7 separate regions of the Mus musculus genome follow, and all the other regions are linked to region 1. The links are chromatin contacts, called in public Hi-C and promoter capture Hi-C maps. All regions are on one chromosome and are shown on one strand. Each heading gives the region's core, a stretch centred on a gene start, on an enhancer-like site or on the middle of the called end of the contact. The rest is flanking DNA. Distances are from core to core; before and after follow the strand shown. Region 1 holds the start of Pja2 (praja ring finger ubiquitin ligase 2). Region 2 holds the start of Ddx11 (DEAD/H box helicase 11). Region 3 holds the start of Ndufv2 (NADH:ubiquinone oxidoreductase core subunit V2). Region 4 holds the start of Ankrd12 (ankyrin repeat domain 12). Region 5 holds the start of Twsg1 (twisted gastrulation BMP signaling modulator 1). Region 6 holds the start of Ralbp1 (ralA binding protein 1). Region 7 holds the start of Ppp4r1 (protein phosphatase 4, regulatory subunit 1).

What was found. Promoter capture Hi-C pulls out the DNA fragments that hold promoters and counts their contacts. Hi-C and Micro-C count contacts between places; a contact is called where the count stands out from the background.
Region 2: a contact with region 1 is called in a promoter capture Hi-C map of pre-B cells, with 6 times the contacts expected there. The contact joins the promoter of Ddx11 here to the promoter of Pja2 in region 1. A contact is called at or near these places in 4 of 39 promoter capture datasets (the C10 cell line, hematopoietic stem and progenitor cells, liver and 1 more), 3 of 484 Hi-C or Micro-C datasets (B cells, CD4 T cells and regulatory T cells), 3 of 115 datasets of contacts at active chromatin or transcription factors (astrocytes, bone marrow-derived dendritic cells and embryonic forebrain) and 1 of 9 other capture datasets (liver).
Region 3: a promoter capture Hi-C map of pre-B cells shows a contact between it and region 1, with 7 times the contacts expected there. The contact joins the promoter of Ndufv2 here to the promoter of Pja2 in region 1. A contact is called at or near these places in 8 of 39 promoter capture datasets (the 3T3-L1 cell line, 3T3-L1-derived adipocytes, the C10 cell line and 5 more), 1 of 115 datasets of contacts at active chromatin or transcription factors (bone marrow-derived dendritic cells) and 1 of 9 other capture datasets (liver).
Region 4: a promoter capture Hi-C map of pre-B cells shows a contact between it and region 1, with 7 times the contacts expected there. The contact joins the promoter of Ankrd12 here to the promoter of Pja2 in region 1. A contact is called at or near these places in 5 of 39 promoter capture datasets (the 3T3-L1 cell line, hippocampal neurons, liver and 1 more), 1 of 484 Hi-C or Micro-C datasets (regulatory T cells) and 1 of 115 datasets of contacts at active chromatin or transcription factors (astrocytes).
Region 5: a contact with region 1 is called in a Hi-C map of B cells, with 7 read pairs. The contact joins the promoter of Twsg1 here to the promoter of Pja2 in region 1. A contact is called at or near these places in 2 of 39 promoter capture datasets (embryonic stem cells and pre-B cells), 2 of 484 Hi-C or Micro-C datasets (B cells and CD4 T cells) and 1 of 115 datasets of contacts at active chromatin or transcription factors (astrocytes).
Region 6: a promoter capture Hi-C map of liver shows a contact between it and region 1, with 6 times the contacts expected there. The contact joins the promoter of Ralbp1 here to the promoter of Pja2 in region 1. A contact is called at or near these places in 5 of 39 promoter capture datasets (the 3T3-L1 cell line, hippocampal neurons, liver and 1 more) and 2 of 115 datasets of contacts at active chromatin or transcription factors (astrocytes and embryonic stem cells).
Region 7: a contact with region 1 is called in a promoter capture Hi-C map of pre-B cells, with 7 times the contacts expected there. The contact joins the promoter of Ppp4r1 here to the promoter of Pja2 in region 1. A contact is called at or near these places in 8 of 39 promoter capture datasets (the 3T3-L1 cell line, 3T3-L1-derived adipocytes, HPC-7-derived erythroid cells and 3 more), 1 of 484 Hi-C or Micro-C datasets (the G1E-ER4 cell line) and 1 of 115 datasets of contacts at active chromatin or transcription factors (astrocytes).

Annotation. Positions count from the first base shown.
Region 1 is chr17:64,330,385-64,333,508 of GRCm38.p6, reverse strand. Pja2 (praja ring finger ubiquitin ligase 2) reads left to right here and starts at 1,626. Exons shown (of 10, transcript NM_001025309.1): 1 at 1,626-1,713.
Region 2 is chr17:66,121,909-66,125,032 of GRCm38.p6, reverse strand. Ddx11 (DEAD/H box helicase 11) reads right to left here and starts at 1,513. Exons shown (of 27, transcript NM_001348292.1): 1 at 1,341-1,513.
Region 3 is chr17:66,100,030-66,103,153 of GRCm38.p6, reverse strand. It overlaps Ndufv2 (NADH:ubiquinone oxidoreductase core subunit V2), which reads left to right and starts at 1,595. Exons shown (of 8, transcript NM_028388.3): 1 at 1,595-1,739. The coding sequence starts at 1,689.
Region 4 is chr17:66,075,418-66,078,541 of GRCm38.p6, reverse strand. Ankrd12 (ankyrin repeat domain 12) reads left to right here and starts at 1,496. Exons shown (of 13, transcript NM_001025572.1): 1 at 1,496-1,658.
Region 5 is chr17:65,949,614-65,952,737 of GRCm38.p6, reverse strand. It overlaps Twsg1 (twisted gastrulation BMP signaling modulator 1), which reads left to right and starts at 1,551. Exons shown (of 5, transcript NM_023053.3): 1 at 1,551-1,671.
Region 6 is chr17:65,883,424-65,886,547 of GRCm38.p6, reverse strand. Ralbp1 (ralA binding protein 1) reads left to right here and starts at 1,625. Exons shown (of 10, transcript NM_001198949.1): 1 at 1,625-1,870.
Region 7 is chr17:65,781,859-65,784,982 of GRCm38.p6, reverse strand. It overlaps Ppp4r1 (protein phosphatase 4, regulatory subunit 1), which reads right to left and starts at 1,628. Exons shown (of 20, transcript NM_001114131.1): 1 at 1,534-1,628; 2 at 1,315-1,359. The coding sequence starts at 1,540.

The DNA.
Region 1 (3,124 bases), core at 377-2,876:
TGGATCAAAAGCCTGTGTCTTCCCATCTCAAGATCTAACCAGGAGTATGTCTTCCCAACTCAAAGATCCAGACTAGAAGTGGATTCACCCACATCATACTAACCAGAAAAACCTCTCACAGATGCGCCCTCCCTTCTGGATTGTAGTTCATTCTAGTATACCCAGACATGGTATGGAAATGATTGAGATTTGAGAAGTCCTGCACCTGCCAACCTGTTAGTGTGTTCAACTGAACCAATCTTCAAGACTCTAAAGGAAAATTAGTTAAAATATACATTCTCTTTCAAGAGAGCAAGGACTTGGAGACATGTAAAAGAGTAATTTGGGGGGCGGGTAAAATATATGCTACTGGGGTATTCTGGGAATTAAACTTGGTTTCACAAAATGTCTAGCAATTTCTCGTGTTTTTATGGGAAATGTCGAATCATTTCTTTACATCGATGGTAGAAAAAGTAGTTTCAGTTCACTGGCAGATTTTACAGCTAAAGGACATCACAAGAAGTGGGGCTCTTAATCTGTGTGGGTAGGGAGGCCACGTGATAAATATATCCTGGGCTTTTGAGCTCTGGGTGATGAAGCTGGGGGTGGGGGCGGGGAGTTAAGAGAAGAGAGCTAGGCTGTAATCAGAGAAGCAGGCAGGCTTCAGGATGAGAAAAGGGGACATGTGCATCACTGACATAACGAACTTAAACTGTGACTGGGTTTAAATTAAGCAAGGTGTCCAGGGACTCCAGCTGTTGTATTTATTTTGGTTGCATGAGACGAGAGCTGATAACTCCGAGCCTGACACCCGATATAACTTAGCTGTCAGCTGCTAAACTCTGGTCAGGCCAAATCTACATCTCACCTATAGCTGCTTTATACAAACAGAATCAGAGAGCAGGGCGAGGGTCTGACCAGTGGTGGGCGGGTACCACGCACCACAGAGAACCACAGCAAACAAGCTCTTCGTACGTTTCTTTCCCTCGCTGCTATCAGAATTGCAACTGGTTTCGGATTTTCTTTTCTTGTACTTCAAATTGCAAATACTGGGTAACTTCTCACAGCCTTGGGAACCGAATTCTGCACCTCCATTTTGCTGGGGGGCATGCGGGAATGGAGGGAGAAGTGTAACTGCGCCAGTCCTGCGCTCAGCTCTCCACACCCCCTTCCCTTCGGGAGACCCCGCCCTTTTCTCCCAGCCAAACCACAAAAGGCCTGACAGTGGATCGGGCCTCGGCGCCCCGCCCCCGCCCAAACGTCGCAGTGCTGCAGGGGCGGGCGCAGGGCCAGAGAGGGGGCGGAGCCAAGCGCGTCTCCACTCTCCTCGGCCAATCCGCGAAGGGCCTGGGAGAGAGCTTGCAGGCGCCAGGCAGAGAGACAGCCCCAGTTATTTTCCCTTTTTCTGCCACGTCCAACCATGACGTAGGCCTACTTCTAGGACTGCGATTGGATGCGTGCTTTTCCCCCTGCAGAGGGCCGTGAAGTCTATTGGCTGCGCCCTCAGGGGGCGGGGCTAAAGCGCTCCCTTCCTCCGCCTCCTTCGCAGCGCAAGGGGCGGGACGCGCCGCCGCCGCCGCCGCCGTCACCACCTCTGCTTCCGCCGCCGCCGCCGCCGCCGCCGCTGCAGCCGCTGCGCGTTCGGCGGGGGAGGAGTCGGAGGCGGAGAAGAAGGCGGTGGTGGCGGGTGGAGGATCGAGCGCTGTTCTCGCTCTGGAGCCGCTGCACATCTCGGTGAGGGCAATTTTTATTTTTTTCTCTCTCCATTCTGGCTGATTCTGTCAGAGCGGATCTGGGTGAGGGAGCCGCTGCCCAGGCGCCTCGGCTTCGGGGGTCTCCGAGGAACGGACCGAGCCGTGGCCGGCCATGGTGGGTGGGGTTGGCGACTGAGAGGCCTCCGGCCATCCCGCCCGGGGCCGCGCTCTAGCCCGAGCCGCCGCGCCCGCCGCCCGCTCGCTCCCGCCGGCTGTCTGCTGTCCTTGGTGCCCTGGTCAAGGACCCGGCGCCTTGCCCCTCGCGGCCCGCCAGTGCCGCCCACCCTCAGGCCCGCCGCGGAGGACCGTGGCGCACTAGGCCTGCGGGGCCCCTGCCCGGCCCGGCACGGCACGCCTTCCATCCCTGCCTCCCGGATTTGCGTCCTCCCCGATTGTCACCGAGGCCCAGGCACCCTGTCAGGCAGTGCCAGTGGCCTACCGTCTTCTTGGTCAGCGTTAGGCCCCAGCACGCCTGTCAGAGGCACCTTCAGGGCTCCCCTCCCCGCCCCCACCCGCACCTCCACCCCCACCCCAAGATGCCTCCAGGTTTATCATTTTTTGCGCACATTAAAAATGGTGAGTTGAAAGCTGCCCAGACCAAGTTGAATAAAATAAAACAAAAAAAAAAATTGTATGTCTACATAGACAACTGCTTTGACGATCCTCATTCTGTCAAGTATACGATTCTTTTTTTTTTTTTTAAAGAGGCCTTACTCTATTTTTATCACGAAATATTTGCTATTATTTCTTTTAAGATGGCAGTCATTGCTGAAGACTTAACAGGTCATTTGATGAGTGTATACAGGAACGTAAAAAAATAACAGAAATAAACGTAACATGTTTGTGATTGTCTTCTGGATTTCATGTCTTTTTATATGAAATAATTTTATTCTTCTATTACAGACATGCACCCTCCGTGTAAAATTCAGCAGTATAAAGAGAGAAGTATTAAATAAATACTAATATGTGACTATTTTCATCCTTCAGTGCCCCACCAGTATTTCGGTTTGGTGGTCATCTTTCCAAGTGCTTTCACAAACGCATCTTGAAAGATACACACACATGCAGAGTTGTCTCCTTCAGGGATGGGGGTGAGGGCTATGCTGAGCACATTTGTGTAAAGCTTGCTTCTTCTAATTATATATCTTGGACATAGACTCCCGTTTTATGTAGGCCTCCCTAATACTTTTTCTATCTAAGGGTACATCCTATTTCTTTAATTTGATGGACTTTAATTAAGTATTCCTACTGAAAGCCGTTTCAGTGCTTGCAGTTGAAAGTTATGCTTTATACTAAAGGTAACTAACTCACGTATTGATTGATTGATGCTGAACTGTAAGCTCTGAATCGTTTATTTTAGAACATTTCACGGTGTGGAAGACTGTAATGTA
Region 2 (3,124 bases), core at 264-2,763, 1.8 Mb before region 1:
CAAACAGTAAGAACCCTAAGACCCACTTTATTATTAATAAACAGAAACCTTTTTTTTTTAACTACACTGTGCTAAAAGACAGTGATAGTGTCAATCCATTTATGAGAGATGGTAGTTGCCAATGTGTTCCTCCAGGTATTAGGGAAAGAAAAACGACTACCCAGGTGGAGAAAGCACCGAGCAAAACAAAACAACAAAAACTAAAGGCCACACAACAAATTTAAGAAAATGCAGTAATAAAAAGAGCTATGCAACTGGAAAACCACTAAAACACGAAGAGAGGGTAAAGAAATGTAGCCAACAAGAGATGGAGAGATGGCGGAGTAGTTAAGAACACTGGCTGCTCTTCCAGAGGACCCAGGTTCAATTCCTAGCACCCACACAGCAACTCACAATTGTTTCTAACTCCAGTTCTAGAGGATCCAGACATACAAACTATGCATAAAATAGTAAAAGTAAGTTTTTAAAGGTAACCACAGATTCTGAGCATCTAACATGTGTTAAGCACTCTTCAGAGCCCCCACCCCACCCCCTTCTTAATTTCACTTAACCTATCACGGATATCATGACAGAACTGCTGGCTGGAGACACTGCTCACTAGTGGAGCCCTCGCCTAGCAGCTGCCCAGAGCTTAATCTACAACCGAAAGCGGCTGGGTGTTAAGGAGTAAGTAGCATTAAAGAAGAAAAAGTACGCATTTAACCCAGGTGCGAAGCGCTCTGCTATGGTCAAGCTCACCTAAGTACAACAGAGAACTTAGCAAGGCTAAACAGGAGATTTCCTGAAATGATGCACTCGGAGGTGAAGAATGTCGCCGTCTGGGAAAACCAGGAACCCGGGCTGCGGGCAGGCAGGGAAACCCTGTACATGAGAACTGCAAGCTAGCCGGGATTTCAGGACAGGGTCCTGCATGCAGGGACCATGTATTTATTATTTAATCCTACTTTTATGCCACTTCCATCAAAATGTGGTCGACTTCCCGAACTTCCTCAACCTTAAAAAAAAGGGGGGGGGGGCAGTGCAGCCGAGAATGCAACAGTATGGTCCCTGAGGCACACTGCCAAATTGGATCTCAAGTTCATTATCAGTCAACCTGTGTCTTCACCTGACTTCACTATATACAATAACCCCTGAAAATCGTTTAAAACAGACTCTCTACATTTTAGAATCCAACCTGTTACGTACACTCACCGAAGGCGCCACTATACTTGGGCTGCCACTCGCTCCAATCCATCCCACGCCGCCTCCGCCCCCACGTCCGGCCGTAGGGCGCGCTCGGCTAACCCTGCCCCCTGGCAGCCTCCTCGGCTTCCGCCTCCGCTCGAGTGTGCCCTTCTCACCTCTCTGCCTTCGGTCGCAGCGCTTCTCCCACACAGCACCGAACTCGATCGCCACCGCAGGACCGCCTCACTGAGGCCGGCAAGCGAGCCTGGCCGCCGCGGCTGAATTTAAACTGCAGTTTCACTGAAGGAGCATGCGCGCACGCAGAAAACCCTCCACGTGGCCACGCCCCCGAGCCACTGCGCCTGCGCGCTGCCGCTCAACCGCGGGCCTTGTGCTTCAATATTGCCTGGATTAGAACTGTGTTTGAGCTTTGATCTAACCTTCCATATTAGTTTTTTTGTATTACCGGCTATTGGGGGTTGTTGTTGTTGTTTCCCCAGAAATATTGCGCTTTTTAAAAAATTGTATTTATTTAATGTATGAGTGCTCTGCTGCATATACATCCGCAATTGCCCGAAGAGGACATCAGATCTCCCTAAAGATGGCTGTGAGCCAGAATGTGCTTGCTGAGAATTGAACTCAGGACCTCTGGAAGCGCAGCCAGTGTTCTTAACCGATGAGCCATCTCACCAGCCCCCAAGATTCAAATAGATTTCTCAAAGAATGTTAAATGTAGAAAAGAGAAACTATCAAATATCAGATGTATACAAGCCACTAAGTACTAAGAGGGTTTTTGATGAGGTCATTCATCATGCATGTATTTATGTTTCCTCCTTACTATAGATATTGAATCTGTTTCACAATCATGACAAAGGTGTACTACTATGGTGATTGTTTTTAGAAACTGTTCCTGTAGTGTAACGCAGAATTAAAAAAAATTGACAGGCTCTGGGGAACAGTAAGTCCATTGAGATTTGGTTTTCTGTCACTAGTTACAAAAGCACACACAGCACGGGAGGTGTAGCAATTGGTCACTATAAACGTCTCTGTTTATTGCACTAGGGACACTGAACATGATCCATTTTCAGAGGCTGTGGCTAAAAATCCTAACCACACCCTCAAGCTTGGTGCCCTTCTCGCTCTTTTGCAGAGAGATGTAAGAAAGATTAGTTCTTTGCCCTTTAGTGTCCATTTTATAGGGAGCCTGGCAGTTGTGGGATTTAGTCCCCAGTGGGATCTGTGAGCCTTTGATTATTCTGTTGGTTCTGTTGTCATCTATACATATGCTTGAAAGGCTCAAGACAGAGCTTGCAGTAGAAGAGGGAGAAGGGCTATATGTGATTTCGCTTCTAGCTCCTTAACCCCAATTCCGGGCTCTGGGACTGAGTTACTGTTCCCTAAAGTTTGATTGTATCAAGTTTCAGAGTGGAGGGCTATGTCTGATTATCTCAGCGCTCTCTCTCTCTCTCTCTCTCTTCCCAAGACAGGGTTTCTCTGTGTAGCCCTGGCTGTCCTGGAACTCCCTCAGTAGACCAGGCTGGCCCCAAATGCAAAGATCCACCTGCCTCTGCCTCCTGAGTGCTGGGATTAAAGGCCTGCACTGTCTGGTGAAAACCCAGGATCTTAAGCAGTCCTAAGACTCAATGTTCTTAGGGCCTCTGTTTGGAAAGCATCGTCTTGTCCCTGTAGATATTCTAAAAACCAAAAACAGGACTGGAGAGACGGCTCAGCAGTTAAGAGCACTGACTGTTCTTCCAGAGGTCCTGAGTTCAATTCCCAGCAACCACATGGTGGCTCACAACCATCTGTAATGGGATCTGATGCCCTCTTCTGATGTGTCTGAAGACAGCGACCTTGTGCTCACATAAATAATTCTTTAAAAAAAAAAAAACTGAAAAAAGAAAAAACAAAAAAAACCCACCCCCTCCCTGGTGGTCTAATGAGTAGGTTAGGTGCTTTC
Region 3 (3,124 bases), core at 346-2,845, 1.8 Mb before region 1:
TCCCCTACTCCCCCACTTCTCCTTTCCCCCCTGAGGGCCTATAAAAACTGGGACCCCCTTTTCCCTTGGGGTCGACTCCTCTACCCCTGCATGGGATATGAGTCGTCCCAAGAGCTCTGGCTTTCCCAGAATAAAGCCTCATGTGGTTTACATCAAGCTTGGTCTCTTGTGAGTTCTTGGGGATCCGCTATTATCCCAAGACTTGAGTGAGGGTCTTTTAGCTTCACCTATAGCGAGTTTGGGACCAGGTTGGGCAACATGAGACTCTGAAAAGGCCAAAGTATTACAGCTGCTAATGATGGTGACAATATGTTTGGGTGCACACAATAAAACAAATCAGTAATGGGACCCGGATTATTTTTTCTTTTTCAGTATCTTTTCATTCCCTCAGAGAAGTACTGAAGCAAATTTATTAGTGGTAAACTAATACTGGAGATAATGCAATAGGAACTAAAGAATTTAGTATCATTGGTTAGAAACACTATTTCTTGAGTCGAATAATAATTTTTTTTTTTTTTTTTTTTGGTTTTTCGGGACAGGGTTCCTCTGTGTAGCCCTGGCTGTCCTGGAACTCACTCTGTAGACCAGGCTGGCCTCGAACTCAGAAATCTGCCTGCCTCTGCCTCCAGAGTGCTGGGATTAAAGGCGTGCACCACCACGCCCGGCTGAGTCTAATAATTTGTAGAATATGATTCACACAGGTTGCAATGGATTATCTTGGGTGGTTTTTTTTGTTGTTTTTTGTTTTTTTAAAAAAACAAACTCATGACGAATAACCTTTCAGAATCTTCATTCTGTTGTCAAAATTACGGAAACTATTCACAACTTTATTATAGCAAAAAGAAAGGGGTGGATAGAGAAGACACACACAAAACGACAGTCAGAAGAAGAGTCAAGAATAAGTTAAAAGCCCAAGGTGGCAGTATGCGCCTGTCTGAAGGTTGAGGATCACTCAAAACCTGTGTAAAATACCGACAGCTGGAAACAGCACGATGCGTACTAAAGCTGCTAGGAGTTTCCTGAGATCAAACAAAAATCAAGAAGACAGTAGGTTCCTCCCTCCACCAGTTTTATCATGGAAAATGTCTAGAGCATACACAAGCACAAAGAATATTTGTTCGTCTACCGCGCAGCATCAACAGTCATCATTTCTACCTCCCACTCACTGGCATCCCGAAGTCAATTCCAGTTTAGCCTGTCGTTTTACAGACTCTAACGCAAAGGCTTGGGAGCCAAGGCACTTGCTGTCCAAGTCCACTAGGTGGCAGCCCTTTAAATACGATCGTATGTAAGAAAAGACTCAACCAAACGAATTTTGAAAGAAATAACTGCAATACCAGAGGAGGTGTTTGACAGAACAAACACAAGATCCCCCAGAAGGTACGCCTCGTCCTCAACAAACACAAGAGCCTCGAGAAGGCGAGCCTCGTCCTCAGGGCGGGGACTCAGCTGGCCCAACCGGGCCGGCCTTTTAGGGACTGGGCTGTTTCGGGCCCGCCCACCGGTCCCAGCAGCCCTCGCGCGCCGCTGCGTCAGGAACGGCGTACCGTTCGGGACGCCCAGGCCAGGGCTCGTGAGCGCGCGCGCGCCGTGCGTCCTGGGCGCGGGGCCGCGCGCGCCGGGCCTCCGGGCTCGTTCGTTCCCAGTCAGCCTAGAGCGGCCGGGGTCGGAGCATCGCGTACCCCGCCATGTTCTCCTTGGCGCTGCGGGCCAGGGCGACCGGCCTCGCTGCTCAGTGGGTAAGAGGCTCGGGGTGAACCCCGGGCACTGTCGCCACAGTCTCCCGCTCTTCGTGCCTCCCTTAGCTTTTAGTCCTCGGAGACCCCTAGGCGCTGGACAGGTCAGCTGGCGGCGGCGGGGACGCCGCGGCCTTCGTCCTCAGTGCCTCCGGGATGCTCCGCAGCTGCGGTGGCGGCGGGTGGCGGGCCGCCCGCACCGGGCCGGGGAAAGTCACCCCTAACTTAGTCAAGGTCAGGAAGGCGATTGTCATTTATCCTGGTGCGGAAGCTAGTGGGGGGCCCTGGCGGCCCGCTGCTTCCAGGATCCTAGCAGCGAAGCTTTGGGCTGCTTGTCTGTCAGGCATAGCGGCTGCGCTGCATCGGATTTAAAAGCATGCTGGAGAAAACGCTGATAGGCTTGGTAAAGGCTTGCCGAGTTCCTTCAGGACTAGATAAAGGTGACCAGCGTTTCATTTACTGAAGTTGTTCATTCATTTTAGGAAATGCTCGGCAGAGAATCGTAGGAATTAACCGTGAGAGAATAGTAGTAGCACGAGTAACCGCACTGACCAAAGAGTCGTAGTTCTATGGCCATTTGAGTGTCAGGTGCATCTCAGATAGGCCAAGGAATTGAACTGAAGTTGAAACACTGAAGCGAAGCTAAAATGCAGATTCCAGGGCCTGCGAGGTAGCTCAGGGTGGAAAGGTGCTGGCCTCCAGGTGTGAGGACTAGTTGTGGTCTGACCTTCACAAGCTGAGCTTGTGTCCGGAGAGTGCATGGGCACACAGAAAGTAATGGCTATTGAAATTAACTACATGGCAACTACAGGGAAGAAAGAAGCCTTATTTGTTTGGTTGGATTTTATTTTCCTAACAGTAAAACAAAAACTAAGTTCTCAACAAAAGACTATATATATATATATATATATATATATAGTGTGTGTGTGTGTGTAAACAAACCATTTGGGGCTTTAGACTTAGGCATCCCAGGTGACCTTTTGTAGTTATGTGACATGACCTAGAGAATTAGTCTTTGTTTCTTTAGCTGTGAAATGGGAATGTTGAGTCTGTCCCTAGTTATTTGAAGCCTTAATGTACTTCTAGGTCCAGGTAACAGTGTGAATTGGATTATAGTACTTTTTTTTTTTCCTTTTGAAATTAGATCTCACCATGCAGCCCTGGCTGGCCTGGAGCCTGCTAAGTGTGGCATGTAGGCCTTGAATGTTTGCTGGTCTTCTTGCCTTGACTCTTGAGTGCTGAGATTACAGGTGTGAGCTTCCATGCCCTGCTGGAGTAGAGTAATGATGGGTGATGTTTGATGGCCCCTTGCTGTGTATTTGATAGGTGAATTTATATCTTATTTTAGAGGGTGGTGCAGTGTTTTCATCACTACAAATTAGAAACAG
Region 4 (3,124 bases), core at 247-2,746, 1.7 Mb before region 1:
GTGACCCTACAGGGACCTCATTATAGAGGTAGGCACTCAGGAGGCAGAGGCAGGTGATCTCTTGAGAGTTTGAAGTCAGCCGGTTCTATGTATGGAAGTCCACACCAGACAGAACTAATTAATGAGACTGTCTTTTTTTTTTTTTAAGCTAGATTTGATTTATATTATGTGGATTAGTGTTTTGCCTGTGCTCGTGGTGTGCACCAAATCCAGAAGAGAGCAGTGGACACCCAGGAACTGAAGTTACATAAGGTTTTGAGTGGTCTTGTGGGTGTTGGGAACAACTGAATCTAGGTCTTCAAACAGTGCTTTTAACCCCAGAGCCATCTCTCCAGCTCTGCCTATATAAAAAGACTAACTGGTTGTGAGTGCTTATGATTTAGGGTCTAAGGTAGGTCTTTAAAGTTAAGTTTTCACCAGAAATATAGCTCTCACTATACACCACTGTTGGGTACTTGGTTGGCATGAGCAAGGGCAGAGCTTCAGTCCCCAGTTCACACATACACAGATTTCTCTAGAAGACTGTTCATACTGAAAGTTTTTTATAGCTGAGAACAATGGAAGACAATCTATCCTGATTTTTTTTTTTAATGAAGGTTTATGTCCCTGTCAAGCCCAAAACTCACATCAGAATTTACAGCTTATTATTGATAGGACTGTCTTAAAATCATTAAGATACTAACGGATACTGAAGGAGGCCACAGTTAACGAAGAGGGAGAAGATGGTTTCCTGTGGAGTATGTAACTTCTTAGGGTGGTTAAAGCACAACGGTTGCAGGCTAACCGCTGTAGATTAAAGTATTCAGAAGGAAGTCTGAGGACAAGCTGCTGCGATGGTAAAATTTCCTCACACGCCCTATGAGACTTAGTACCACAGGAACAAATTTGGTGAAATTTCTGCTCAGAAAGGTCACAGGATCGCATGGCTAGAACTGAGCTTACCGATGCGTTCTTTGCAAGCAGTGCTTAGAGCCGTGCTTTGGGAACAGAGTGCGTCTGGCTGGGACATCCCTCGGCCCGCGCCGCACGAAGCGGCTCAGTCACGCAACCCGGACCTGCCCCACAGTGCTGCGGTGCCCTCCCGCCCGCACGACCACCGCTAACAAAACCCTCCCGGTTTCCGGCTGGTTTTGCCGTCCCAACTCAAACCCTGCAAAAATATGTGCGTTTCCTCCGCCGGGCGCCAGCACCCATGCCGCCTTTTGCACATCTCCGGTGGTGGTGACTGCGCGTGAGGAGCTCCCCGGCCGACGGCTCGAGGGCTGCTCCGACTCCCACGCGGCTCCAGGACTTCCGGCCCCCTCCACCCGCTCCGCTTCGCTCCCCAAGAACGCCACCCGCCGCCGCGCGCTCCGCTCCTCCGGGGAGCCCAGGGACGGGCGCGTCGGGGGCGGGGCACGGCGGTCACGCCGCCCGTCCCGTGCCTGCAGGAGTCACGTGTCCGCCCGGGTCACGTGCTCGCGCCGCAGCCAATCGCGGAGAACGCTGTCCAGGAGCAAGGAGGCTGTGGTGAGAGACCGACCAAGACCGGAGATGTTTTTAAGCCTGGCCCCGGCGGCATCAGGGGCTGTTGCAGCGGCGACGGAGACACCGGCAGCGGCGGCCACCCGGAGGTCCTCGTTCAGGGGGTGAACCCTTCTGCGCCCGCTGAGCCTCGGGTCTGTGCGGGCCAGGGGGGCGTGGCGACCAGAGGGGAGGAAGGAGGGCGCGGTTTCGAGTCTGTCCCGGGTACCAGGGAGGAGACCCTCAGCCCGGTGCCCCGTCTCCTCCCCGGAGCCAGGTAGGGGGGTTGCGCCTCTGCCAGCCGCGCCCAGCCGTGTGCTACGCGCCACTCGGCCCAGCCCAGCCCGCGGCGCGGCCGGCCGGACCGTGACAGGCCGTTGGTGGCCGCCCCGCCCGGCATCCTGACGGGTCGCGGCGCAGGTGGGGCCGCCGCTGGGCGACGCTCGGGCGGCGGCTAGCGCGAGCGCCTTGGCCGCCGCTTACCGGAACATGGCGCGGCCGGGAGGGCGCCGCCAGCGCACCGGGACGGACGGCATCGCGGGGGCGCGCCGTGCCGCCGCGCGCTCCCGGTGCCAGCGGCGCTGCGTGCGCGGTTGTCGGAGACTCGGTGCGGGCCGGGGCGTAGGAGGCGCGATGGTCCCGGGAGAGGTGCGTGAAAGCGAAAGAGCTGCGGCTCGCCGGAGCCAGTTCTGTCCTAAATGCCAGTGCGACCTGCCCTTGCCGCGTTGAGCGATCAGGTCTAGTTTGTGCCAGTTCCGATTGGAATGATGTTCAGAGACCCTTAGAGCGTATTGGAATCTTAGATCTGGTTTTTGGAGAGTAAGATGGAGATGACGCATCCTTCAGGATCCACGGCGTTGAATAAAAACGCTGTACAAAGAGGTCACCGAAGCCCAGCTGACAGCTGTTTTAATAATTACAGCGAGAATAGTTGAGGATGGAAATGAACAGTATTGCACTAGTTGAGTACGTCGGAAACATTTGAAGCAGTGTGGTTGTAGGGACTGTAATTTCCGCTGGACACCCCTTGAACTGGGGCGAAGTATGTTGCAAATCCGGCGATCAGTGACGCTCAGGGATTATCGTTAATTCTGTGGTTGAGACGAACCTGCATTCTCAGCCATGTGTTTCTTCTTATTTTAAAATGGCCTGAGTCAATTATAAAGAAAGATGAACTATCCCAGTAAGTCATCTGTTCATTAAAAACATATGCCCAAGTAGGCCTTTAAAAATCTTGCTTACTGATCTTTTTTTCATTTTCTTAAAGCGTTACACAAAGGCTTTCCTGGAGATTAACTCAGAACTGCCAAAATGTGCTCTCTTGATGCCAAATGGTTTAAAAGCAAAAATTAGAATCACCAATGTGACAATGAAGACATTGTTGTAGTTCCCTTTAAAACGTTTCAGTTTGACATTTAATATTTTAATATATTTTGTTTACATGGTGAATGTGGAGGGCAGATGACAACTTCCTAGGAGTTGGGGTTCTCACCTTTCCCTGTGTGGGCTCCAGGCAGGCTCTTAGGCTTGGTGGTTCGAACCTTTATGCGCTGAGCCATCTTGACCTCCTTCAGTTAACCTCCTGAGAGCGCTTTCATTTGGATTAAAAGCAAAAAACGTA
Region 5 (3,124 bases), core at 302-2,801, 1.6 Mb before region 1:
TTAAATGGTTGGACTAGCCCACTGATGTAGTGGATCGTAATCTCTGTAACTCATAAATAATGCTGAGAATAAGATCCGTAAAATTTAATAGGTGTAGACCCTTGTTTTCTTAGGGTAGTTTTCAGGGGAGCTTCATTTAATGTGTGGGATGTATATGCACCTATTAGTGTGTGCATATGTGCATGGCTGGTGTATAACATACTCTTATGTCATCCTATATTTAAAATAGTGTGTACACATGTATGTATGTATATGCACGCGCACCCAAGCGTGTGTATGTGCACTTGTGCACATGTGTGTGCACACACGTGTATATATGTGCGTGTGTGTGTATGTGTGTACTTGCATGTGTGTGTGTGTGTGTTTGCACTCCTTCTGTGGCACACATGTGGAGATCAGAAGATGACTTGCAAGAATTGGCTCTCTACTTCCACCTTGTGGATCTTGAGGCTTGACTATAAGGCTTGGTGGCAGCTAAATATAAGGTCATCAGGTTTGGTGACAGATGTCCTTATGAGCTGAACCACCACCTTGGGTGGCTTTCTTACTTTTGATTTTCCTAAACAGGGTTTCTCATGGCACCTGGAGCTTTAGTGAACCCAGAAATCCTCCTATGTCTACCTCCTTCTAGGGCTGGGTTTCATATATCAACCCCTGTGCCTGACATATGAACATATGGGCATATGAATCTGAACCCTGGTCTTTTACTAACTGATCCATCTACTCAGCCCCCGATTTTTAAAGAAAACCTATGCTTACTTTACAAAATGTATTAATACCAGCACTATGACCCACATTAGCTAGTAATTTATTACTATCCATCTCAGCCAATTTTTTCTAGGCTGCTGCCTCCCAGTAAACCAAGGAGAGTTTAAGACACTTCCTAGGTTAAGAAAGGGTTTGACACTAGGCCATTGCTCCCAAAGTGAACTGGCCATGTGGGCTCCAACTCAATGGCTGTGGAATATTGCTGGAAAAGCAATGGTTATGGTAAAGACCTAAATGTACTTTATTTGTGGGCTACTGGTGGGATAAGCCCCATCTTCCTAAAGTTCAAGACTCAATGACTGGTCAAGCCAATACTGACCTGACCTCCGTTCCAACTGAGGCTTCTTCCAGTTGGTCTCCCTCCCATACCTAGTGACATTCCTGAGCAGGATTCACTGCTGCCTTCTCTCCTTTTTGGCAGTGCCAGGCTTAACATTTTTATGAATTAGTGACTGAAGTGTGGGACAGATCCGTATCCAGTGATCCCTAGGTGCTTAAACACGTATTTAAAATGAACCTTGCCTCGCACGTCAAGTATCAGTCCTGTTCTATTCATCTGCCCTGTGCCTCATTCTTATATCCAGTAAGGAGGACAAATCAGCTTTGTGGCAGAGCTGCTGAACCGAACCGCAGGGCACAGCGGCTGGCAGCAGAGGTAAGCCGCCCAACAGGTGGCAGCAGACCAGACGGCTGATGGGCGGGGCCCGGCTCCGCGAGAGGCCGGAGCGCACACACCTGGGGGCGTGGCCGAGGGCGTGCCCAGCCCGGGCTCCAGGGGGCGTGGCCTGCAGCCCGGCGCGGGCCTGGGAGCGGCCGGGGACAGCGCGGGCCTGTGTGTCCGCGGCGCCGGGGTTCGCGGGAGCTGCTTGGAGGCTCGGCGGCCGGGAGGAGGCCGGGGCCACGGTGAGCGAGCTCGGGCGCGCGGGCGGGCGGCATCTAGGAAGCCAGGCCGCGGCGCTCGGCGGGGATGCGGGCGCCGAGAGGCCCGAACGGCGGGGACAAAGGGCCGCGGTGCCACCGCCTTCGGAACCTCGGGTCCGGGCGCTGGTGTGGGGTGTCGCGCTCCTCCCCCGCGGTCACCTGGATTCCCGGAGGACGGCGGGAAGACGCTCGGGGCAGCCGGGGGTGTCTGTGGGTCCCCGCGGCCGGCAGCGGCGACGGGGCCGCACCGGCTGTGGGCAGGATGCCCAGGGAGCCGGCTGGGTCCGCAGGGAGCGGGCGAGAAAATGGGATTACTAACGGTTCCCCGCCGGCGGGCAGGAGCTCTGGACTTTCTGTTTCAGAACGGAGTCATACCCCATGCAGAGCCTGTGGTGTAGCGCCATCTCCTAGTTTTGTAACCAGCAGGGTCCACTTTCTAACCGGCCCTACATCAAAATTGTATTTTATTGTTTTGAGGGGATTTATTTTGACTCCTTTAAAATAAAATGCATGCGTCTGTATGCGTATGCACACTTTTCGTCTTGGCACTGCTATAGGGGCCAGAAGAGGGCATTGGATGCCCCAGAGCTGGGCTTGCTGACCCTTGTGCCCTGCCAGTGTGGGTGCTGGGAACCGAACTCGGGTCCTCTACAAGAGTAGCAAGTGCTCTTAAGACATTGAGCCATCTCTCTAGCCCCTTATTTTTATCGTTAATTTATCTAACTTGGAAGTAAAGCTGGCCTGCAGTTCATTATCCTCCTGCCTTGCTTGCCAAATGCTGGGATCACAGGCGTGTCTCATCAGGCCCAGCTATTATTTAATTGATTTTGTTGGGAATTTGTGTTTTAGCCTTAAGAAATTATATCTTTAAAATTTTAGTGGGTGCGCGAGCGTGTTTATGCGCACACAAGCATACCTGTGCACCTGCGCCATGGTGTGTATGCCAAAGGACAACTTTGGAGGGAGGCAATTCTCTTCCTTTTTTTTTTTTTTTTTTTTCCTGGTTTTTCGAGGCAGGGTTTCTCTGTGTAGCCCTGGATGTCCTGGAACTCACTCTGTAGACCAGGCTGGCCTCGAACTCAGAAATCCGCCAACCTCTGCCTCCCAAGTAGAACTTAGGCTTTCAGGCATGTCAGGCAAGTGTTGTTAGCCACCTAGCTATCTTGCCAGCCCCCACTTATAACCCCTGTGAGAATTTGTGCTGGTGCCCCTCTGTTTTCTTTCTGTACTGTGATACTTCTTAAGAACAGAAGAATCTACCGTACTAACAGAATATCTTCCCATTTACCTACAATTCTTAATGCAGTTAAGAATGGTTGTGGTTCCTGCGCCTCTCCCCCAAGTCCTTTACCAACAAAGTGAGATAATCACCAGAATAATTTTCCTTCACAGTTTTGCTTTGATGCTCAGATTTTGAACATTGGAGCTGAAGGTG
Region 6 (3,124 bases), core at 376-2,875, 1.6 Mb before region 1:
TTCTCTTCTGTTTAGCTTTTCTCTGATAGGAGACAAAAATGGTTCCTCCTTTTGCAGACCTCAAGTACTTCACTGCACCAGAACAGAGAGGAAGCTTCGGTTTAGTGGAAGCCTCGGTCTGTCTCTGTGGGTTATTGGCTCTGGTTGGACATGATGCCTAGTTCTAAAACAGTTACCAGCGGAAATGGTTATGTGGTGTTCCTTAAGGGGGAGGGAAGACTGCTGAGAAACAGCCAATAAATATGCTCTTTATTTGCACCTCCATTAGCACAAATAAATAATAAAAAAAAGTGTGCATAGATTACTCCTGGATTGGCTCACGTAAACGCGGCACTTAAAGGCTCTGCAGAAACTATGGCTCAGAAGGAAGTCAGTCTTCACTCTTGCTTTTCCCTCTCCCTTGCTGTGTCCCCCACTTCTCTGCTTTCAGCCTTATTCACTTCCACGGTGAACGAGTCACGTGATGTTACACGTAAATTACTCAGTTAAAAAAAAAAAAAAAAGCCTCTTTCCCCACCTCATTATCCCATATGTCAATTCCAGGGAAGGCTCCATAAAGCCCCGCTCAGGCAGTGCTTATCCCTTGACCAAATCAGAACTGCCAGCGGGAAGGAGTAATTTAACTGGCGTACTCACAGGCCATCTTCTCATGGAGGCTGTTTTATTGCTACAGGGGTTGTGGAAAGGTCCCTCTAGGACCTCAGTGTTCCACTGGGAGTGACTCTTTTGCACAAGGGGATGGACTTGTCATATTTGAGCAAAGATGGCTTGGGAGTGTAGCACACGATGGATCAGTGAAGAAGCAGACACTAGAAATCTCATCTCTCTTCTGACTGCCAATGTCATAAACCCAGAATAATTCCATGGAGTGCTGTTTATTACAGTATGCACCAGCCAACACGTTTTCCGTCCTTCGTGGGGGACTTCTGGAGGATACGCAGCTGTTTCTATTTGTAAGCTGAACGTGATGCTGTGCGGCTTTAACTCGGGTATGGATTGCTAACTGCGGAGGCAAGTGGGTGGGAGCCAGCAGTTTCCCGCAAGTCAACACACTTCAGGGGTCCTGCGGATTGCCCAGCCCTGGCCCCAGAAGCCTCCTTTCTCCAAACCCCCAGGCAAGAATTCTCCAAAGGAAGATCTCCGCCCAAAGAAGGCCAGCAAGGTGCTCCGCCCAGAGGCGGGGTGGGTCAGCAGCCCAGGCTGGTTTAACTGGTTGGAACCACTTAAAGTACGCAGACGCTGGGGGGAAAAGTGTCACTCTCAGTAGCTGCGGACACCAGGCCAGAGCTTGGGGAGGAACGCGCTTTCTTTCCAGCAGAGCTCCGCAGGGCTCCCACACTGTTTTCACTTGGATTCGCTCCGGTAGGTGTGTGTGTTCCACTCGCTCCCCAGAACACTGCGCAGGCGCCTGCAGAGCCTTAGCGTTTGGCGCATCCTCTCGCGGGTTCCCTGTTCCCCCTTAACGAGTTCCAGCTCGGGAGGCGCGGTGCTTTCTGGGCGTTGTGGTTTATGTCGGAGACAAGGGCCCTACAGCAGCGGGGCGTTGGGTTAACTAGAACTACAACTCCCGGCGTGCCCCACGCGAGGACGCGGGGCGTTTGCCCTAGCCGGCCCTAGCCGTCACGGCCAAGGAGCCGAGGACCCGGGAAGCCGGCTGCGGCGGGAGGAGGGCGTGCGCGTGCGCGCTGGGCCGGCTCGTCCTGTTCTGTCCCAATCATTGTAAACAGGCGAAGGCTGGGCGGGGTGGGAATGGGGCTCCCGCGGCCGGCCCGGGGTGCAGCGCAGGAGGCGGCGGTTGTGGCGGAAGCGTGAGTGCGAGGAGGCGGCGGCGGCTGCAGCGGAGCGGACGGTCGCTCGGCGGCAGGCACTGGTCAGTGGCGGGGAGCGGACGCTCGCGGGGGTCGCAACGCTGCGGCGGTGTCCGTGGGAGCCGTCGGGCGCCCGGCCTCGCGCCCGCGCCTGTCACGCAGCGTGCCGGGCTTGGGATCCCGGGCTCGGAATGGGAGTTGGGGGTGGGGGGCGTGGCCGCCCCGCCTTACGTTGTCCGTGAAAGCTTCACCCCGGAGCTTGCTCCTTTGGGGTGGGTCACGCCGCCTGCCCGACAGGCCTCCTTGGGAGCACCCGGGTGTGTCCTGTGTTGCTCTGGGACCCAGAGGCTAGTTGGGAGTCCAGCTGCTTCCTCGGACCCTTCCAGGCCTCGGGGCATCCCTGCGGGCCACACCTGGCCGGAGCTGCGGCCGGGGACTGGCCTGACGCAAGCCTTCCGGTTTATGGGTCGCATCTGCCTCGCGCATCTGGCTCGCCCACCTGTCTCCGTGTTTGCCGGGTAGAGTCGGGGGAACAGCTCCTGTTGTCGCCCGTGGCAGGCGTTGGGCAAGGGGACGACCCTGTTTGCAGTGGTACTTGTTCCAGGGTTCAGAAGTGTTCTGTCTGATCTGGAGTTAGGAGCTCCATTCTCAACGGCGTTTTCAAGCGTTTTCGTACCAGAGTGTTCTCAGTCGAGGCCAGCTTTCTTTTTCCATCTTTTAAATATGTCGTTGTGAAACAGGTTTGACGAATTACTCCACTTTCCAGTCTCCTGAAGTAGGTAGGGCTGGTTCAAGTTTGGAGATTATTACAAGGATTCTTCCAGAGAGAGCAGCGTGCGTACCCTAAGGTTTTTAGAGATCACAGCTGTTTTCATTAGAGGTCTGTGCTTGTGACAGAAGTGCTATAGTGTGGGCATTGAGCTGTTGCACTGCCCAGCTTTGGTGGTGTTGATGGAACGGGGGTGGGCTAACACTGGTGCTTTGGGGTAGCATTACCTATACTTGGCCGTTATTAACAAAGTACTCAGTGATAAGTTATAAGCCTACTTTTGGTTTAGTGTTCAGACAGCACTTTAAGGAAAGGTCCCATCACTTTCTGTAGTAGGAATTATCTCGATGATTTCAAGGTCCTGGATGTCTTCTTCAAAATGAAGAACTCCTGTTAGTGGTGTTAGCATTTTCAGAGGTCTGCAGTCAGTAGAGTGCTTCTTGTTTTTCAGTGTGTCCCATAGACCCAAGAGAGATAGGTTAGTTTAATAGCAGTTGCTGTTAAGTAAATTTTAAAACGAAGTATCTAGAAGCCAGCTGGTGGTGGC
Region 7 (3,124 bases), core at 379-2,878, 1.5 Mb before region 1:
GCCAGGAGGAACAAACAACTAAGCAGCGCCCTCCATGGCCTCTGCATCAGCTTCCAGTTCCAGATTCCGGCCCTCATGATGAAGATGATGAACTGCAATAAGGAAGAATACGAGCCACAAACCTCTTCTCAAGTTGCCTTTGGCCATGTTGTTACATCATATCAACAGAAGTGCTGACTAAGGCACTTTCTCAAGGCAACACCTCCCATTGCTCAGAACAGGAATTTAAGTGGAGTAAAGAAAATCCTATCAGACAATGCTACTGACTATCTGCATAGCATTTGTAAGAGCAATTTTCGCGAAGGCATCTCTGGATTACCGGAACAGGTATGAAATCACACTCCCCAGTCCAGGCAGGCTCTCTCCCCTCACCAGACAGCTCTTGTATCACAGCAACCAGCTCAACTCTGCATATTTCTTGGTTTCAGATCTCCCATGAACTACACTTAATAACATTTTGTGCACACTTTATTCCTAAAATGCATTTTCCACCAGTCACTCTATCTGCAAACATTAACACGAGTAGAAAGCATTTCTACTTAAGTGTAATTCACAACTTCTTCCCATATAAAGTTAGCTAAGTCATAGTCTTTTCTGTCTCCAACCACCATTATTTTCTGAAGCTTAGAAAAACACAAAACACACTCAAAATGAAAGATATCTTTCTAAATAACTCATTTCCTTCACCACATGGAAACAATGTCCACAAGCTGACTGGGTTTTGTTTTTTGTTTTTTAATGTACAAAAAGAGTCAACTCTTTAAAAACTTTAATATCTCAACGGAAACCTGCAATTTTAGCATTTAAGTACCAGAATGAGCTTTGAACACTCCCAATTTTAAAAAGCTGCTCTCTGAACCTAGTCACTGCATCCTGCCAAGGTCACACCTACTAACCTCCCCGAAAATCGGAAATCAAATGTGTGAGTGAGTGGTGGTGGTGGGGACCCGAAACGGCTCAGAGGTCAAGTACAACACAGGTATGTAACCAGCACACACTAGGGCGAGGGAACCCCCGAGGGCGGGCCGAGCACCGCACGCCGCACAGCCCCCCGAGCCTTGCGGAAACACCTCCCGGCACCCGCCGCCTCCTTCATCGGGGCGAGGGTGCGGAAGACACTCAGGAAAAACACACCCATGTCCCCTCTCCGGCCTCCGCCCCACGGGCTTCTGCTTCCCCAACAGCCGCCCCGCGGCCCGAGCCTGCGGGCGGCGGCCGAGGTCCGACCACGCGGGTGCTCCCCAGCGCGGCGGGGTCCCGAGTCCGCCCGCTCGCCCGCCGCCCTCCGGGGCTGCCAGGCCACCCGCCACTCACGTCCGTCCGCGTCCTCCGGCAGGTCCTCCTGGAGCAGGGAGAGGTCTGCGCCGGGGGAGAGAAGAAAGGCCGGGTCAGCGTCCCGGGCCGGCGCCGCGCCCCAGCCGCCCGCCGCCCGCCCGGCGGCGCCTCCCCGCGCCGGCCTCTCCCGGGCACTGCCGAGCGCGGGGAGCCGCCGCCGTCGCCGCCGCCGCCGCCCGGGGAACTGGGGCCACGTACCCGCCATCTTGTGCTCGCCCCCGCCTCCTCGTCTCCCGGGATCCCGCTCCGCGAGCCGCTCAAGTAGAGAGCCGGTGGGCGCGCGCGGGCCGGCGGGGGCGCGCGCGGGGCGGGCCGAGGCCCGGGCCTGCGGCGGCGGCTCCCGTACGCCCGCCCGCCCGCGCGCCGCCCGCCGCCCGCTGCCCGCCGCCCGCCTCCCGCGCCCGGCCGGCCCGGCCCCGAGGCGCGCTCCCACCCGTGGCTAGAGGCGCCCTGGCGCCGAGCGTGCGGAGCGCGGCACGAGCTGCCCGCCGGGGGACCTGCGGCGTGTGCCCGAGCCGGGCGGGCGGGGTCCCCGCGGCCCGCAGCTCTGTTGGGTCACCGGCCTCGCCCACCGCTGGCCGCCGCCCGCTCCGCCGCGCGCCGCTCGTCGCCCGCGCCCCTCCCAGACCTGCTCGTGCGTCGCCGGCGGTCCGCGGCCGAGCCTCCCGCCTCCGAGTGGAGGAAGCGCCGCCTCCGCCCGCGCGCCCAGGCCTCGCGAGTGACTGAACAAAGCCCAGGCCCCGGGCCGGACGACGGTTTGAATGACAAAAGTTCCGCCGGCCCAGCCGGCCTGCCTTCCCGTGCGGCGCGGCACGTTAAAGCCCCGGCACCGGCTTCCGAGCCCGCGCGCTCCCCTGGCGCCCGCCCGAGCTGACCCTGAGCGGCCCGGGCGCGCGGGCCAGGCCGAGTCCAGTCACTCCGCGGTTCTTAGCCTTGTGACCGCAGGGAGGATCGCCGAGGATACCTGCCCCCTCCGCCTCTCCGGGGAATGGCAGACTGTCAGGAATCCAGCACCGTGCTTGCTACCTCGGGAGTCCGGTCGCCGGGTGCCTGGGATTGGCAGCGCTTTTCTCGAGTGAACTATCACACATCTTACTGGTCCCTTTGTTTGAAGAGAGTTAAACGGTTCTTGTAGGTTCCCCAGGCAAAGTAGGGCAAAATCCAGATTTTTCTGACTCCAGTTCGCCGTCCCATTTCTGTGAGTCTTAGGTCTAAATCCAACATCAGTGAGGTCTCCAGAATGGTCGCCCGTAAAATGAGTCTCATACATGATGCCCGTTTTTGAGTCTGATATGAAAAAAGGAGGATTTTAAAGGTTCAGCTTGTTCCTTTCTGCACCATAGTCCTAATTCAAGGCAACATATTGGCATTTTAAAACACGGGGAATCAGAACAAGTTGTAGGTGGTCTTTGGCTACTTTGTGTGTTCTTTCTTCCACCCCTCTTCTTTCACCCTTTCAACTCCCTAATACTAAAAAAGGGTAGGGGTGGAAGGGGCCATCATTATATATTGGACTACTTCCTGCTGATGAGGGTTGATGAGCTTCTTGGAGCAAGCTTGATCTTCGTAGTCAGGTATATCTAATTTCTTCTTCCTGTTTCTTTACTCACAACTACTTAACAAACAGCAACCAATCTCTCCCGCCCTAGTATTTACATACCCTCTGGAAAGTCTCCGGAATCCCAAATGGCAGAAACTATTTGTAGCTGGCAAATTCACACCCCTGCTAGAGCATGAGGCAACTCACTGTCAGCTTCTGTGGACAATATGAAGCAGCCCCATATCTCAC